Linked DNA regions of Sus scrofa: region 1 is linked to region 2. A link is a contact called in public Hi-C data. All regions are on one chromosome and are shown on one strand. Each heading gives the region's core, a stretch centred on a gene start, on an enhancer-like site or on the middle of the called end of the contact. The rest is flanking DNA. Distances are from core to core; before and after follow the strand shown. Region 1 overlaps HIVEP1 (zinc finger protein 40). Region 2 overlaps ADTRP (androgen-dependent TFPI-regulating protein).

Region 1 (7,308 bases), core at 1,051-3,550, 270 kb before region 2:
GAGGGGACAGAAATACAGTGAAAACAGACAAAGCCTAACAATTTTAGTCATCGACCACAGGCATGGCCTTTATGGCGGGAATTACAGCCAAAATAAACCAAAATACCCTAATATTTTGTGGTTCATCAAGACTCAGTCAGGGGCCACTAAGTACAAGGTAGTACATTATGCTGTCCCACTAGAGCAGTCATCTCATTTCACTGTGAAAAATTCCTGCTTAAAGGTCTGACTCCTCACCAGCCCAGCCGGCCCGGGAGGGCAGAGGCCAGCTTAGTGCTTATCACCACCGAGCCCCCCCCACCGCTGGACACACAGCAGGTAAGCTGTCCAGCAATCCTGACACCGGCATCAGATGAAGGTCTTCAATCCTAGCCATTCTGTACCATCCACATGGGGCTACTCAAAAGCAGGGAAGAATTAAAATTTGATAACTACAAGAAAAATTAACCTTAAGAGAAATGCAAACTCAAAAAAGTTTAAATTAACTACATCTTTCCCACAATCCTTATTATCTCTTCTGTGTGAAAAGTTATCAAATGGTCTAGAGTCATTTAGTTCCCAACCTTTTGATGGTTTCACAGAGATAAAGAGAAAAAGAAGAAAATATACAGCACGTAACTGTTTCCCATTAACGACTATTCTATGCTGTAATTTTAAATGTAAAAGACAGGAACTGCTGCGTGGTTTGGTTCATTACAAACATAAGATGTTAAAAGGAGCATGGGCGGCCACCTGTGTGATCCACAACGGTAATGGTCAACCATGAACTCAAAAGGTAGGTTTTCACTACTGGCCAACACACGCAGAAAGAAAGCCCCAAAGTTCCCGTCAGGGTTCAAGGGAAACCAATCTGACTAGTATCCATGAGGACACAGGTTTGATCCCTGGCCTTGCTCAGTGGGTTAAGGATCCGGTGTTGCTACGAGCTGTGGCATAGGTCGCAGACGTGGCTTGGATCTGGTGTTGCTGTGGCTGTGGTGTAGACGGGCAGCTGCAGCTCTGATTCGACCCCTAGCCTGGGAACTTCCACAGGCCACAGGTGCAGCACTAAAAGACAAAACCCAAAAAACAACCAAGCAAAAAAAGAAATTGATTTTCAAAACAAATAACACTCGGAAAACACATCATTAAATCTACTGGTTACATGTTAAATTATGTTTTAGGGAAATAAATTATTTGGGGACCACTCATATTACCACTTGAGCACTTGAGGCTATCAGCCTAAATAATCAAATAACGGTTCAAACAACTTTGTATACGTGTGCAAGTACATATGTATAATGAATGTGTGCGTGTGTGTGTGTGTGTGTGTGTGTGTACTACATTGTTTGAAAGATCTCCATCATAGCATTCTATGCATACATGCACATGTCAGCTCTCTGCCTTCACCTTTATCCAGTAGTAACAGTTCTTAGAAAATAATGATAATATTGGCCCCTTGGTACACTAAAGTGGCTAGGAACAAATATTTAATTATGATAAATTTTTACAATGCATAAAATTCCCAATCTACAACTTTATAAACCTACTGGTAAAAAAAATACAACCCATATGCTTTAAGCAATCATCACAACTGAAACAATGAACAAATGTCATTTTTTTCCACAAAGGAAGTTCTTGGCGACCTCCCACACTTGCAGGGACTGTGGCCAAAAGTAACAGCAATTAGGCTTGTAACCTCATATGTATGGATCTGATCTAGTCAAGCCAAAAACAGTTCCAGTCATTTAGCAACCCTCGTCATTTGGTTCAGAGGCCAGCTGTATCGTACAGACCAAGTTAGGCAAATTATGGAGAAAACACACTAAAATATAATTGAACTTACAAAAACTGAAAGCTCTTTTCAATATGATTGAAATCTCTTTTCAATCATATTGGAGCACATGAGAGATATCCAGAATACAATTATTTTGGCTAGTTAATAAGGTTAACTATTTCTTAAACATCCTTAAACCAACGAGCAAAACGGAATTAACACGCATGTACATTTCTTAAAGCTTGGAGACCTCGCAAGCTACCTGTTCAACTCACTGCTGGAACCCCTCCTGTGGGAAGGGCAGCCCTGCCTTTCCCGGGAGGGGTGGGGGGCACACACGCAGCTTGGCTGCCCCCACCATGCTTCAAACTCACAGGGTTCCTTCTGAGAAATGCCTCCCAGCACTTCCCTAACCCCGCCTGGGAAGCCCTCCTCTCCCTTCTGACCCTTTGGGGAAAAATCAATCATTCACAGTCAAAAGGTATGAGCAGGTGCTGGCAGGGCGTTAAGGACTTGTACTCACTCTTTCAATAAAAACCTCCCCGAGGGGGGAGAAAGCGCCCTTGATCTCCAAACACTGACAGAGGAGTCAACGCTGGCACACGGAAGCAAACTTCGGAGCTAATGAGGAAAAGTTTTTCTGCCAGGTTGTTTTTCACTTTTATTTGCTACAGGAGTATGGCTGCTTTACGATGCTGTGTGAGTCTCAGGTACACAGCTAAGTGATTCAGTTACACACACATCCCTTCGTTTTCAGATCCTTTTCCAGATAGGTCATTACAGAATACTGAGCACAGTTCCCTGTGCTCTACAGCAGGTCCTTGTTGATTATCTATTTTACACGTAGTAGTGTGTCTACATTAATCCCAGACTCCTCATGGCTTCCAGAACGTGAGCTTCCCAACGCCACGCTGTACTACTTCTCTATATTATTTAAGCAAAAGGATGTCCCGCCTGGGCTGGCAATTCCTTCTCTTTAATGTCTGAGCTTGAACGTCACATGCTCTTGAGGCCTTTCCTGATCCCCCACTGGGGCCACCACGGTACGCCAACAGCGCCCTAGCTCCTCCTGCACTAAGTGCACAAGCGTGTGTGTGTGTGTGTGTGTGTGTGTGTGTGTGTGTGTGTGTGTGTGAATTTGCTCCTTTTGTGATTTTAGCCAGTATCACCTGCTAAAATCACAAACTCCATGATAAACATCTACCACAGTCACCCTACATCCTGGCCCCCAGAGTTCATTCATACTTTACCATTTTTCATGAACAAGCTGAAACCCAACCCTCTGAAGGTGGTACCCACAAATCCAGGAAAGCAACAGTTCCTCGCCTTCTACACATCCCAAAGAGCTTCATCTAGTCCCTCCACTGTGTGCAATCAACTCTCTCTCCAACGGTATCTAATTACACCCCCTTTGCCCACTGTCGCCTGTGGTCTCCTTTATTCCTGAAATTCTCTGCCATGCTTAAGTCTCTCTGCCGTTTATGAGGTGTTTAAGCGGCCTGGCGGTAGAAGAGCTGATCCCCACGGCACGAGTGCAACCCTAGAAACACAGCACGTGTTCAAAGGTGGCTGAATTCCCATCTGTCACAACAAGTGCATGGACTGAAAAAAGGTTCCAGCTACTTTACTCGGGCCCCAGGAGGAGGATTCCGGGTGGAAAACCGAGCGGAGAGTCTTTTCCCCGAGGAAAACACAGCCGCCCATAACGGATCTAACAGATCCCTGGGACCGGAGTGGGGACGTGGAGGAGGCGAGGGGGGCCGAGAAGCGAACTCCGCCACGCTGTCAGGAGCGGCCGCCCTCTCCCCTCCTTCTCCGCCTGCCGTGGGCTATACAGACTTCCCAGGCTTCGGTGCTGCTTAAAAGTGAATTTCCATTTTACTGCAGTAGAAACCGTGGAGAGACCCACCCAGATACACACCATTTCAGTAACATAACTTCGTGAGGGAGCAAAGGTTTTATCATCACTGCCGAGGTTACTAGCACTACAATCCTGTGATATTAGCATTTAAGCTGCAACTACAAGTCGTGGATACTTTATTATTAGCAAAAGATGATTAAATCATGCTTATGATGATCTTACTAAAATAGCCCCATTAAAGAGCCTGCTGAAGTTACTTGCTGTGAAAAGAGAGAAATTCTGTTGGGTTTCCCCAAATGCTGTGCCACAGAAAGGCCCTGGAATGTTCTGTTTTCACCGCTTGTTAAAGTTAGAATACACACTGAAGCCACCAAAGGGGTGCACTGCTTTAAGAAACCTGTAAACTTCAAAACAGTGACTCAAAAGTAAGGAAATTATTTGATGTCCAAAAACGTCTTTACGAGTGGCTGCTGCATGGGAGGAGAAAGCTCTGGGGCCAAGGACAGAGGCCGGGGCGGGAAGAGGCGGGGCGGGCAGCCTGGTGGAAGGAGCGGCGGGCACCAGGCAGGCCGCAGCCGAAGCGGGACATCTCTCATCTCTCAAGCGCGCACCTGACCCCCAGCGAGGCAGATCAGGTTTTAAGTATGCAGTCACTTGGCAGCCACAGACCCAAGACTCACGGTTTCCAGGATACATTCAGTAAGTCTGGACTTTGCCGAGAAACACGTGTGAGTCCTGCGCCGGGCCAAGCAGGCATGCAGGGGGCCCACCCGGTGGATGAGTCAGACCTGCAGGTGGCCCCGGGTCCGCTTCTCAGACCTTCAACGTTCTTTGCTCTTGGTCATCAGGAGTGTAATATCCTAGTAAACCCCAGGCCCCCCGATTCTCCCTCCAAAAACCTCTCCAAACTACCTCCCCCGACCAGCTGGTGCAGGCCCTCTCCTGTCACCAAGCCTCTGCCGCGGCCTCCACATGCAGCCACACCTGCCACCAAGCCGGTCTGCTCCTCGCTTTCCTCCCACGGCACCTCAGCCTTTTCTACTAGCACGCTCAACAGGCTTTACAATCACATCACGTTTCCTGAGTGATTAACGCCTCTGTCTCTCCAGCAGTGGTTTTCATCCAGCAGTGATTCTGCCCCAAAAGGATGTCACACAGTGTCTGAGACTTTTTGGGTTGTCACAATTGCGGGGGGAGGCTTGGCCATCTAGCGCGTAAAGACCAGGGATGCTGGCTAAACAGCCTACGACACACAGCACAGCCCCCTCCACCGAGATTATACAGCCCAAAACATCACCGGTGCCCAGGTTGAGAAACCCTGCTTTAAAAAGATACATATTTGAATGGATGTCTGCAAAAGGGTTAAATGTTACTTTAATCATATTCTCTACTCCTCTTTTACTCTAGTAATCATTTCCAAATGAAGCAATAAAACATAATTTGGATTGCCATCTTATACTTTAATATAATGAATAATAATACACATTGGTGACAACTACTACCATGAAGGTGAGGGGAGGCAGCCTTCACATTTGCACTAGAGCTAAGTACTCACATATTCTACCACTAAGTACTTAGGAAAAAATGGGGGCATGAAGAAGTATAACTTCTGTCATCACTCAGGAAACATCTGGAAACTGGGATTCATCCCAGGGTACCTGAACAGAAAGCTTTTCACACTACGTCAGGCTATAGTTTTAACCCGCAACGAACAGTGAGGAGGTTAAAAAATTTTCATGGGTTTAAATCCTGGTCCATCTCTTATCTCTACGACATCAGACAAATTACCCTCTGGACCTCAATTTCCTCATCTGTAAATGGGTTAAAAACAGCACCCACCTCACAAAAGTGTGTGAGATTCAGAAAAGGCAATGAGAATACATGTTTACAATAGCACTCAGCTTGCAGTTAACATTCATTTTAAAATACCTATCATTATCTAACAAATGTGCAAATATTTTACAACTCATTGCCCTATGACCTGCACAAGCAATCAAGAAAACTAATTTTGGTATCCTGTTGAATAGGTGTACCTTGGAATGATCTAAAAAATTAAGAAAATGAATGAAAATTCAACTTCATCAACATCTGTACCTAATAACTTGTACACTTTTACAGCTTTAAATAGTATATTTAAGGGAGTTCCCGGTGTGGTGCAGCAGAAACTAATTCTACCAGTATTCATGAGGATGCAGGTTCGATCCCTGGCCTCACTGAGTGGGTCAAGGATCCAGCGTTGCCATGACCTGTGGTGTAGGTCGCAGACGTGGCTTGGATCCCACTTTGCTGTGGCTGTGGTGGAGGCAGGCAGCTGTAGCTCCATTTTGACCCCTAGCCTGGGAACTTCCATATGCCACACCTGCAGCCCTAAAAAGCCAAAAAAAAGACTATATTTAAAAGTAATGAAATTTGTTCTTAATACACAATATTACAAACGCAAAAGAACTAGAAGATTTTAGTAAGTCAAATAAGTTTATCACTTAAGAAATAGTTATATATACAATCTCTATGAATATTTATTGAATTTCTGAAATATCTTAATTTGAAACAATACTTTCCAAGTAAACTCAGTAATAACTGTGTGTATCTTACAAATCTTTATAGAGTACTAGTTAGTTACCACCATGTATGACATTATGTCTAGATTTTACATAACACTATCATTATTTTTAAAAAAGACTTGGTTTGGCATTTCCCTCATAGATTAAATTAGGCAATTAGTTATCATTCTAAAACTAAGCTGCAATATGCATTAAGTAGTTAATGACTATAACAGCCTTACAATATACTCTTCACCTAAACCATTTCTGACTCCACTACTATAGAACAGTCAGATTTTTATCAGAAAACTGAGATGTCAAGTAAGTTTCTTTATATTTGGTACATTTAAACATTATTATATGACTTCCTCAAAAGACATACACTTGTGCTTTTAAACAGCTGAAATTACTAAATCACATTTGTTTTTAAACAAAGGCGTTATGCATAACGATCGCCATGAGGAAACAAAAGACTAATATAATCATCGTATTCAATTTACCACTGACGTCAAAAAACAAACCAAAAAGCCCCCCAGATGATCATACTCCAAACTCTTGAATTTCCTCTGACATAAAAATATTCCCAATAAAATATATTACCAGCAATGACACAATTCCTAAAATTCATCTCTTCAAATACAAGCATATTTATCTACAAAGCACACAGATTTTCTTCTACCTGTTACGTAGAAAAATCCTCCCAACTTTCATTGTTCCATTTTTCTTGCATTATCTAGCTGCACGGCTGGCTCTTTAATATCCGTATGCTAATGACTCCAGGTTAGTAACACATTCATTCCTGGTTACAGTTTAACCTACCATGTTAGATTTTTCTGAGTGTGTGCGTCCCATCAGCATTTATGTGACTTGCTGTGATGTCATCTATCTATATGCAAACATGCCGACTGAAGTTAGTCAGTTTCTTATTTTAACAAGGGCGTACATTTGCTTTCAGATGTTTAAACTCTTTTCATCCGAGCTGGAGGGTGAGCAATCAGGCAGGGTGGGAAGACACACAACATTACAATCCTTGCACTGCACACAGAGAATCCACAGGCACTTCCACAAACATGTCTGTCAGCCCCAGGGGACTGTGCACAGTCACGTTACCAGCCATGACAGGTCAGCCAGCCCCGTTATCTGTGCCGCCT
Region 2 (7,541 bases), core at 2,817-5,316:
TTTCCAACCTGTCTCTGAATGTTCTTAGTTTCCTCCCTTTTTTCCCCTTATATTTTTCATATTGTTTCTTCTCCCATATTCTTTATCTCATTCTTTTATCTGTTTCATCAGCTAAAGGCACATAGTGATAACTGAAATAGTACACTGCATATAATACGGATATATTTGGCAAAGGCTTCTTCTACCTGCTCCAAATGCTACCACCCTTACCACCACGGTTACATAAAATGCTCATCACAATCAGTCCCCACTGGCTGTTTTACTCTGGACTGGTCTCCACTGCAAGTATTGCATCATTTCGAAGACCTAAGAAAGTCCCCGCCTGTCTGAGTCAGGCACAGAGAGCTGAGCTGGGCGTTGGATTACTTGACTCATCCAATCAGAGTTGAAACAAGTCTTGCTCAGGAAACTTGTGGACTCTCCCTCTCTGGAATTATTTTTTAAATGAAAAAAATTCTCACTTCCTGGGATAGTTTAAGAGGGTTCTGGCTTAAAGCAGGGAAAATAATCTTGATGACTTAGGTTAAACTACTGTGATTTCAAGAATTTGGTGAATTTTGTGAACACAGATGAATGTAAAAACTAAATATCCTTTAGCTACAGTTTCTTAAATTGCACCAGTTATAAAAAAAAAAAAATGTAAATTAAGCTCTCCCAGGTAGTAAGTTTGTCAGCTAGCACCAGAAACAGAAGACAGCTAACAAACTTAGATTAGCAGCCTTTCAGAAGAAGGCACAAAACAACAAATGTAATTAGGGAAAAATTGGTAGAAAAGACAAATCAGAGAGTAGCAACTCTAAAGCAAACCTCAACCAAGAAGATACCATTAGTTCTGCTTTTCTTAGTGGCCAAAATAATTGAAAAATGTAAACAGTTGTAGTTTTGTTGTAAGATTCATAAAAGAAGGCCAGTTGTTGCTATCATATGTTAATGCTACTATATTAGTTTGCTGGGGCAAATTAGTTTGTGATATCAAAGTATCACAGAACCAGGTGGTTTAGGAACTACCTCTTCAGAGTTCTGGAGGCTGGAAGTCCAAGATCAAAGTGTCAGCAGGGTTGGTTTCTACAAGCCTCTCTCCTTGTCTTGTAGACAGCTGTCTTCTTCCTGTGTCTTCACATGGTTTACCTGTTGTGTGGGTCTGTCCTAATCTCTTCTTATAAGGACACCAGTTCTATTGGATTAGGGCCCACCCTACTGTCCTCATTTAACTCTATCACTTCTTTAAAGACCCTAACTCCAAATATAGGACTTCTCGAGGCACTGAGGGTTATAACTTTAACATATAAATTTGGGGGAGAGATACAATTCAGTCTATAATAGCTACCATTTCCCCCTTGACTATTCTTTCTTTGCACTTTTATAAACACTCCTGTGCATGGTCCTTAGGGAATGAGCAGGCCAGTGTCCAGTTAGGTGAGCTGCTCCAAACCTGTCCTGGAGGCCCTCTAGGAAGCCTCCCCATTGAGTGAGCCTATGTTGCCTCCCTCTCCTTGCTCTCTAGCTCTGCCCTAGTTCTTGCCTATTTATTTCTCTTGGCAACATCCTAGCGCCTCCCTCCTGTGCTCCTATGTGGGGGCTCCATGAACATTCCATGTTGCTGCAGATGTTGGCACGTTAATGAGGATTAAGATCACTGGAAACAAGGTTCCCTCACACACTGCTGGCATCTTTCCCATGTGGCATACGCCTGTGAAGTAACGTGTGAGCTGAGGGCTGGGGGGAGAAGTGACTGGCAAGTTTGTGGTGTGGAGCACATTTCTCCTATTGGTAAAGGAGAAGCTACGGAGGCTCTGAGTAATGTGTTCTTTCCTAAGTCCAATTTCCACAGTCTGGGACTGGGAAAGGCAAGAGAAAGTTAGGACAAGCTTGACTCACGATGACGCCAGGAAGCCCTCGCTAAGGAAAGTGGTCACATGGACCTCACATGCTGGGTGGAGACGGCCTCTCCCTAAGGAGTGAAAACCTGGCAGACGCAGTGCTCAGAGCATGATTAATTGCCGTGTTGATAGAACAGTGCAGGCTTCCTTGTCAGGGCCCAGGGCCCTCGCCTGCCCTTCCTAATGACAACAGCTGCCTGATGTGGCCTCAGGGGTAAGCTGAGAGCTGCTGGGGAAGAAGGGTGGAAGAGGCGACTTCTTCTAGCATCCACATTCTGTAGCCCTTAGGGGATGAATGGCAAAAGTTAATGATAAGTATTGGGGTGGCAGCCTTTTCATGGCATTTAAAATGGTAGCCAGTCCTCCTTGGAATGCCCCCTTCTGGGTCAAGCTTCCCTCTCCTGCAAGGTTCTTGCACATTCCTGGTCTTCTACCTGGTTCTTTGCTACTTAACTGTCCTCTTAGCCCCTCTGCCCCTTAAAGGAGGGCATTTTCTCAGCGTCTGCTTCCATTTCTCCTCCCCCATCCTCTCTCCAGCAATCTCATCTCACCTCGTGGGCTCACTCCCTGGGTCCCCAGAGCCCCACCTCCTTTGAGACTGCCAGGTCTGCCTTTCCAAAAGGAAGTTCCTCAAGTCAAGTGGGTCTCAACCTTGACTAACCTGACCAGAATCACCTAGAAGAATTTTTTTTAAATCCCGAAGCTTGAAAAGCACCCTAGACTCATTAAATTAGAATCTTGGGGGGTGATAATTAGGCATCAATATTTTTTTTTGAGATCATTTAGAGATCATTTAATTCTCACACCTGGAGATAAGGGTCTCTCCTCTGACCTCCCACAGTGCTTTATCTTTATTCTTAAAAACCTGATACATGATTTGTTTTTTGCTTGTTTGTTTTTTAAAGCCTGACTCAAGAGGTAGACTTTCAGCTTCAAATCCTGGCCTTGACTTTTATCAACCATGAGACTTTAGGCCAGTTTGTTCATTTCTCTGTGCCTCATTTTCCTCATCTGTAGAATGAGAAGTAGAGAGGTAATGATAGGACTAACCTCCCAAGGTTGTTTTAAGAAATTAGAAGCTCAGATCAGTGCCTGGCCCATAAAAAGAGATCAATGAAAGTTAGCTATTACAGGAATTCCCTATGTGGCTCAGTGGGATTGGTGTCGTCTGGGAGCGCTGGGATGCCGGTTCCATTCTCCACCCAGCACAGCAGGTTAAGGATCCAGCATTGCCTCAGCTGCTGCTTAGGTCACAACTACGGTTCTGATCTGATCCCTGGCCTGGGAATTCCATATGTCCTGAGAACGGCCAAAAAAACACACAAAGTTAGCTATTATAGCTTTGAGTAATAAGTAAGATTTTTAAGTGATAAGTTTATGTCTAATTCAGTGGTTCTAGAACATTAGCATATGCAAGGACCACCTGAAGTTTCTATAAAAAAAAAAAATTCTTAGGCGCCATTACCAAAGATTCTGATTTCATACTCTGGGGTGGGGCTGAAGTCCTGCATTTCTAATAAACTTTGGGGTGATGCTGGTGCTACTGGTTTAAGAACCTAGCTGGGAGTATCACTGGCCTAATTCACCTCTGTCCTCCCCTGCCCACCCTTGCTTCAGCCCAAGGAGTGGCAGGAGGCCAACTCTGTAAGAGGTTTCCTAGGGTTCAGAGCTCAGAGGCTGTTCCCCAGCAGCCAACTTGGTTGATCATTAGTCCAGCTCCCCAGGTTCCACAACTTGCCTGACTCACCCTCTCCAAGCAAAGTCTAAGCTGTTCCTTCTGTACCAATACAGGGCTTTCAAGGAACAGGATGGATTCTGATGCAATAACTCAAAACTACCCAAACTCTGTACTACTGTAACCTTTTAATTAGAAGCCATAAGTTTGTGGGAAACAGTAAGAATGGACAAAGTCTGCCCTCATCGTGATCGTATATTGTCGAAAAAGGCCCTGCTTCTTTTTCACTTGGCCTCAAGGCCCTCAGGTACTTAAAGATACATCCGAGCCCAAGCCTTGCTCGATCTCTACAGATTTAAATCACTCCCTCAGCTGGACTGTCTCTGCAAAGCCTCAGGCTTCCCCTTTTAGTGAGAGAAAGAACACTGGCTTCTCCCCCGGACAGGCTAGAGGCCATTCTGTACACCTCCCTCAGGAGAGCACAGAGCTCCTTCACCGTGCCCTTGACCCTGCTGCCGGCTTATCTAATGAGGTTGCAACACTAGCCATTTAAAAACGTTTTCTTCCTAGGAAAAGACCAGAATATATCCACCATTGTGTCTGGCGCCTTGCCCTTGTGCTGTTTGTTTTTTCCCACCTCTGTTTGGCCAAGGTATCTATCTCATTACATTCTCCTTTTAACCTATTTCGTTTCCATTTTAGCTCAAGTCCATTACACTAAACACTGTACACATTATTATCCTCTAAGCAACTTTACTCAATCAGTTGCAGCAAGCAAGGTCAGGGCCCGCTGAGCTGCAAGACCAGCCTTCGAGCTGGCTCCCAACCAAAACAGCCAGCAGCCCCCTCCTTCTCCAACAACTCTGCTCCCAGAGGGAGAGCGCTTTACATCAGTGAACAATGTATTAATTAAAGCAAATGAAAATGCCCTCATTTGTTGTAATGAATTTAGTTCTTACAGGCCATTTTCTATGGGGTGGCCTGCCTGGAAGACGTGCTGAAAAGAACTGAAGGGAAAAAAGACATAAAGTTTGTAACTGCCTTCAGAGACCTGCTTTTCACCACACTGGCTTTTCCAATATCTGCTGTAAGTTACAAAGATGTGCAGGTAATATAATACACTCGTCATATGGACTGACATTTCTCCTGTGCTGCAAGGATGTTTGGGAGCCCATCATTGTAATCCAGGGCAACTATGTTTGCATAAATGGCCTGAGGACTGCACTGCCCTGCTCAGTGTCTTTGGGAAATAAGGCACATTACCAACAAGATTTATCTTTAGCTTTTGTATCTCCATGACTATTTGATACAAGATCTTTAGGGTGTCTAACAGGGGAGTCTGAAGGAACTTTCTTAAAATACAACTGCAATAACCTTGGTTCCACCAGGGTGATGAGAATGGAGAGTGCTGAGGAAGGAGATGACTAATTTTCCCTTTTACACATCTTGTTTCACTTGCTGCAATAAGCATTTGTTGGTTCTGCAAGTAGAAATGATAAAAAAAAAAAAAAAAGGTATGGGAACCTTTAAGGTCGACATATAAAAAAGAACTGAGGAGAGAGAGATGGGCCTCATGCATCTTGTTGAATGAATGGACATTAATCAGGATGAAGCAAGGTGCGAGTAATCGTAGGCTTCCTGCTGATATTGTCCACCTTTCTCCAACACTGCTCATGTCTTCATTCATTAGTTAGAATGGAAACAAACTGAGAAAAGGCAGAAGGGCTGCCCAGTAGGGCCCATAATTAGAAATGACCACCTCTTTCCACCAGTCATTGTCTGCTTCCTACAGTAGTGAGACTTCAGACTTAAAGACAAAATGAAACTCTCCAAACACTAATGAGTTCTCTGATAAAAGAGCAAGTACTGGCATTCCAGCTTTACTTTGTAGGACATCTCCTCCTCCACCCCTATAAACCCTCTAAATGCCAAGTTTTTTTTTTTATAACCATGGAGTTTGTTAATTTTTATATATTTTTTTATTCATTTTTAAGGCTTAGAAATTGAACCTTTGGAATTCAAGAAGATAGGAAGATCAGAAAATCAATAGTTATTTTTTTCCACCTCTACACTGATTTTATAGCATTCAAAACATACACTTTGAAATGATAGCTGGGGGTCGGGAGGGGTGAGGTGATGGCACAAGAAGATGGGGATCTATGAAAACTAAGCAAGAAAGAGATACACCGCTTAGTTAACTAGCTTGTGAGTTACCCTGGGAGCTTGTTACTTATCCTCTCTCCCAGGCTTCCTGATTCCCCTTGCCATGCCTGTTTAGAGAGGGGCCAAGGAAAGGGAAGATTCAAGCCACTCCATGTGACTGCTCTCAGCACTTCTGGTGAAAGCATAGAGAAGAGAGGTCCCTGGTCAAAATGAAATGCCTTAATGGTCTACAAATCCTATTTATCTATACCCTCTCCACCTGCCATAATGACAAATAACTGAGCCAACTCTGGAATCCTCAGAGACTGGGTATTGTAATTCTACAATAAATATTTTTCCATCACTTAATATTTCTGTTATATATATATATATACACATACACACACCCCTTTAAAACTGGTATCTATTTTTATTTTGTTATGTTTCCTTGATTATCTTAGGAAGCAATGACTGAAAATAAACCTAATGGTGCTGTTTTTATGTTCTATTTTCCAGTTTGTATTTTTGTCATTCTGGATCATCTTCCTCTATGATCGAGAACTTGTTTACCCTAAGGCCATAGATGATATCTTTCCAGGATGGCTGAATCATGCAATGGTGAGTGAGAGGAAAACTTAATGAATATACAAAGGCCTCTGTAATGAGAACTCCAAAGTGTCTTCTTATTTATCCAAACTTCTTTTTAACCCCCAACATCCCACTCATTCCTCCCTCTTCAATGTGTCACTACGTCAAGAGCACATCAAGAGAGTACAAAATGTCCCACTCTTGGGCATCTATCCGGACAAAACTCTACTTAAAAGAGACACATGCACCCGCATGTTCATTGCAGCACTATTCACAATAGCCAGGACATGGAAACAACCCAAATGTCCATCAACAGATGATTGGATTCGGAAGAGGTGGTATATATACACAATGGAATACTACTCAGCCATAAAAAAGAATGACATAATGCCATTTGCAGCAACATGGATGGAACTAGAGAAATGAGCCAGAAATGAGTGAAATGAGTGAAATGAGCCAGAAAGACAAAGACAAATACCATATGATATCACTTATAACTGGAATCTAATATCCAGCACAAATGAACATCTCCTCAGAAAAGAAAATCATGGACTTGGAGAAGAGACTTGTGGCTGCCTGATGGGAGGGGGAGGGAGTGGGAGGGATCGGGAGCTTGGGCTTATCAGACACAACTTACAAGGAGATCCTGCTGAATAGCATTGAGAACTTTCTCTAGATACTCATGTTGCAACAGAACAAAGGGTGGGGGAAAAATGTAATTGTAATGTATACATGTAAGGATAACCTGACCACCTTGCTGTACAGTGGGAAAATAAAAAAATTTTTTAAAAAAAAGAGTACAAAATGAATAAGAGGTAGATCTGTAAATGGAGAGCCTGTTGGACGCTCAGGCAGGACCCTTTGCCAAGTTGCTTATGAAGTCATTGAAAAGACAAGAAACCATAAGGACAGGCAACTTCTTGTGGACTGCAGTCCTGAAAGAGATGCAACTTCAGCAAAAAATGTAGTGAAACTCCTATGTAGGAATGGAATCAAGCAAGTTTTAAAAATAATCTACCCTGAATATTAACTAGACTTAGTGTGGCAAACATTTAGTAATATATACACAAATCAAATAATGTTAAACACCTGAACTAATAATAGGCTATACAGGTCAATTATACCTCAAAAAAAAAAAAAATCACCCAAATGTCTAAAGAATAGGTCATAGCTCAGAAGTAGCTTCTTAGCTAACAACTGATCTGGACTATTTATCACAAATGATTTACACATTTCTGTTTCCCATCTGGTTTTTC

Evidence for each region. A called contact is a pair of places that touch in the nucleus more often than the background predicts.
Region 1: a contact with region 2 is called in a Hi-C map of liver, with 5 times the contacts expected there. The contact joins two enhancer-like sites. A contact is called at or near these places in 1 of 47 Hi-C or Micro-C datasets (liver) and 1 of 2 datasets of contacts at active chromatin or transcription factors (alveolar macrophages).

Annotation. Positions count from the first base shown.
Region 1 is chr7:8,564,588-8,571,895 of Sscrofa11.1, reverse strand. The region is part of intron 2 of HIVEP1 (zinc finger protein 40); the gene reads right to left. It overlaps LOC106507341 (a long non-coding RNA gene), which reads left to right and starts at 5,920. Exons shown (of 3, transcript XR_001303254.2): 1 at 5,920-7,308. Within about 2 kb of position 2,300, at least 9 of the 83 cell types and tissues checked have an H3K27ac peak or open chromatin away from gene starts, as enhancers often do. A contact at or near this core is called in liver, where this site is marked.
Region 2 is chr7:8,300,611-8,308,151 of Sscrofa11.1, reverse strand. It overlaps ADTRP (androgen-dependent TFPI-regulating protein), which reads left to right. Exons shown (of 5, transcript XM_021100192.1): 2 at 6,214-6,315. Among named protein-coding and RNA genes, the nearest start is that of ADTRP, 9.3 kb to the left of the region's middle. Within about 2 kb of position 4,066, at least 22 of the 83 cell types and tissues checked have an H3K27ac peak or open chromatin away from gene starts, as enhancers often do. A contact at or near this core is called in liver, where this site is marked.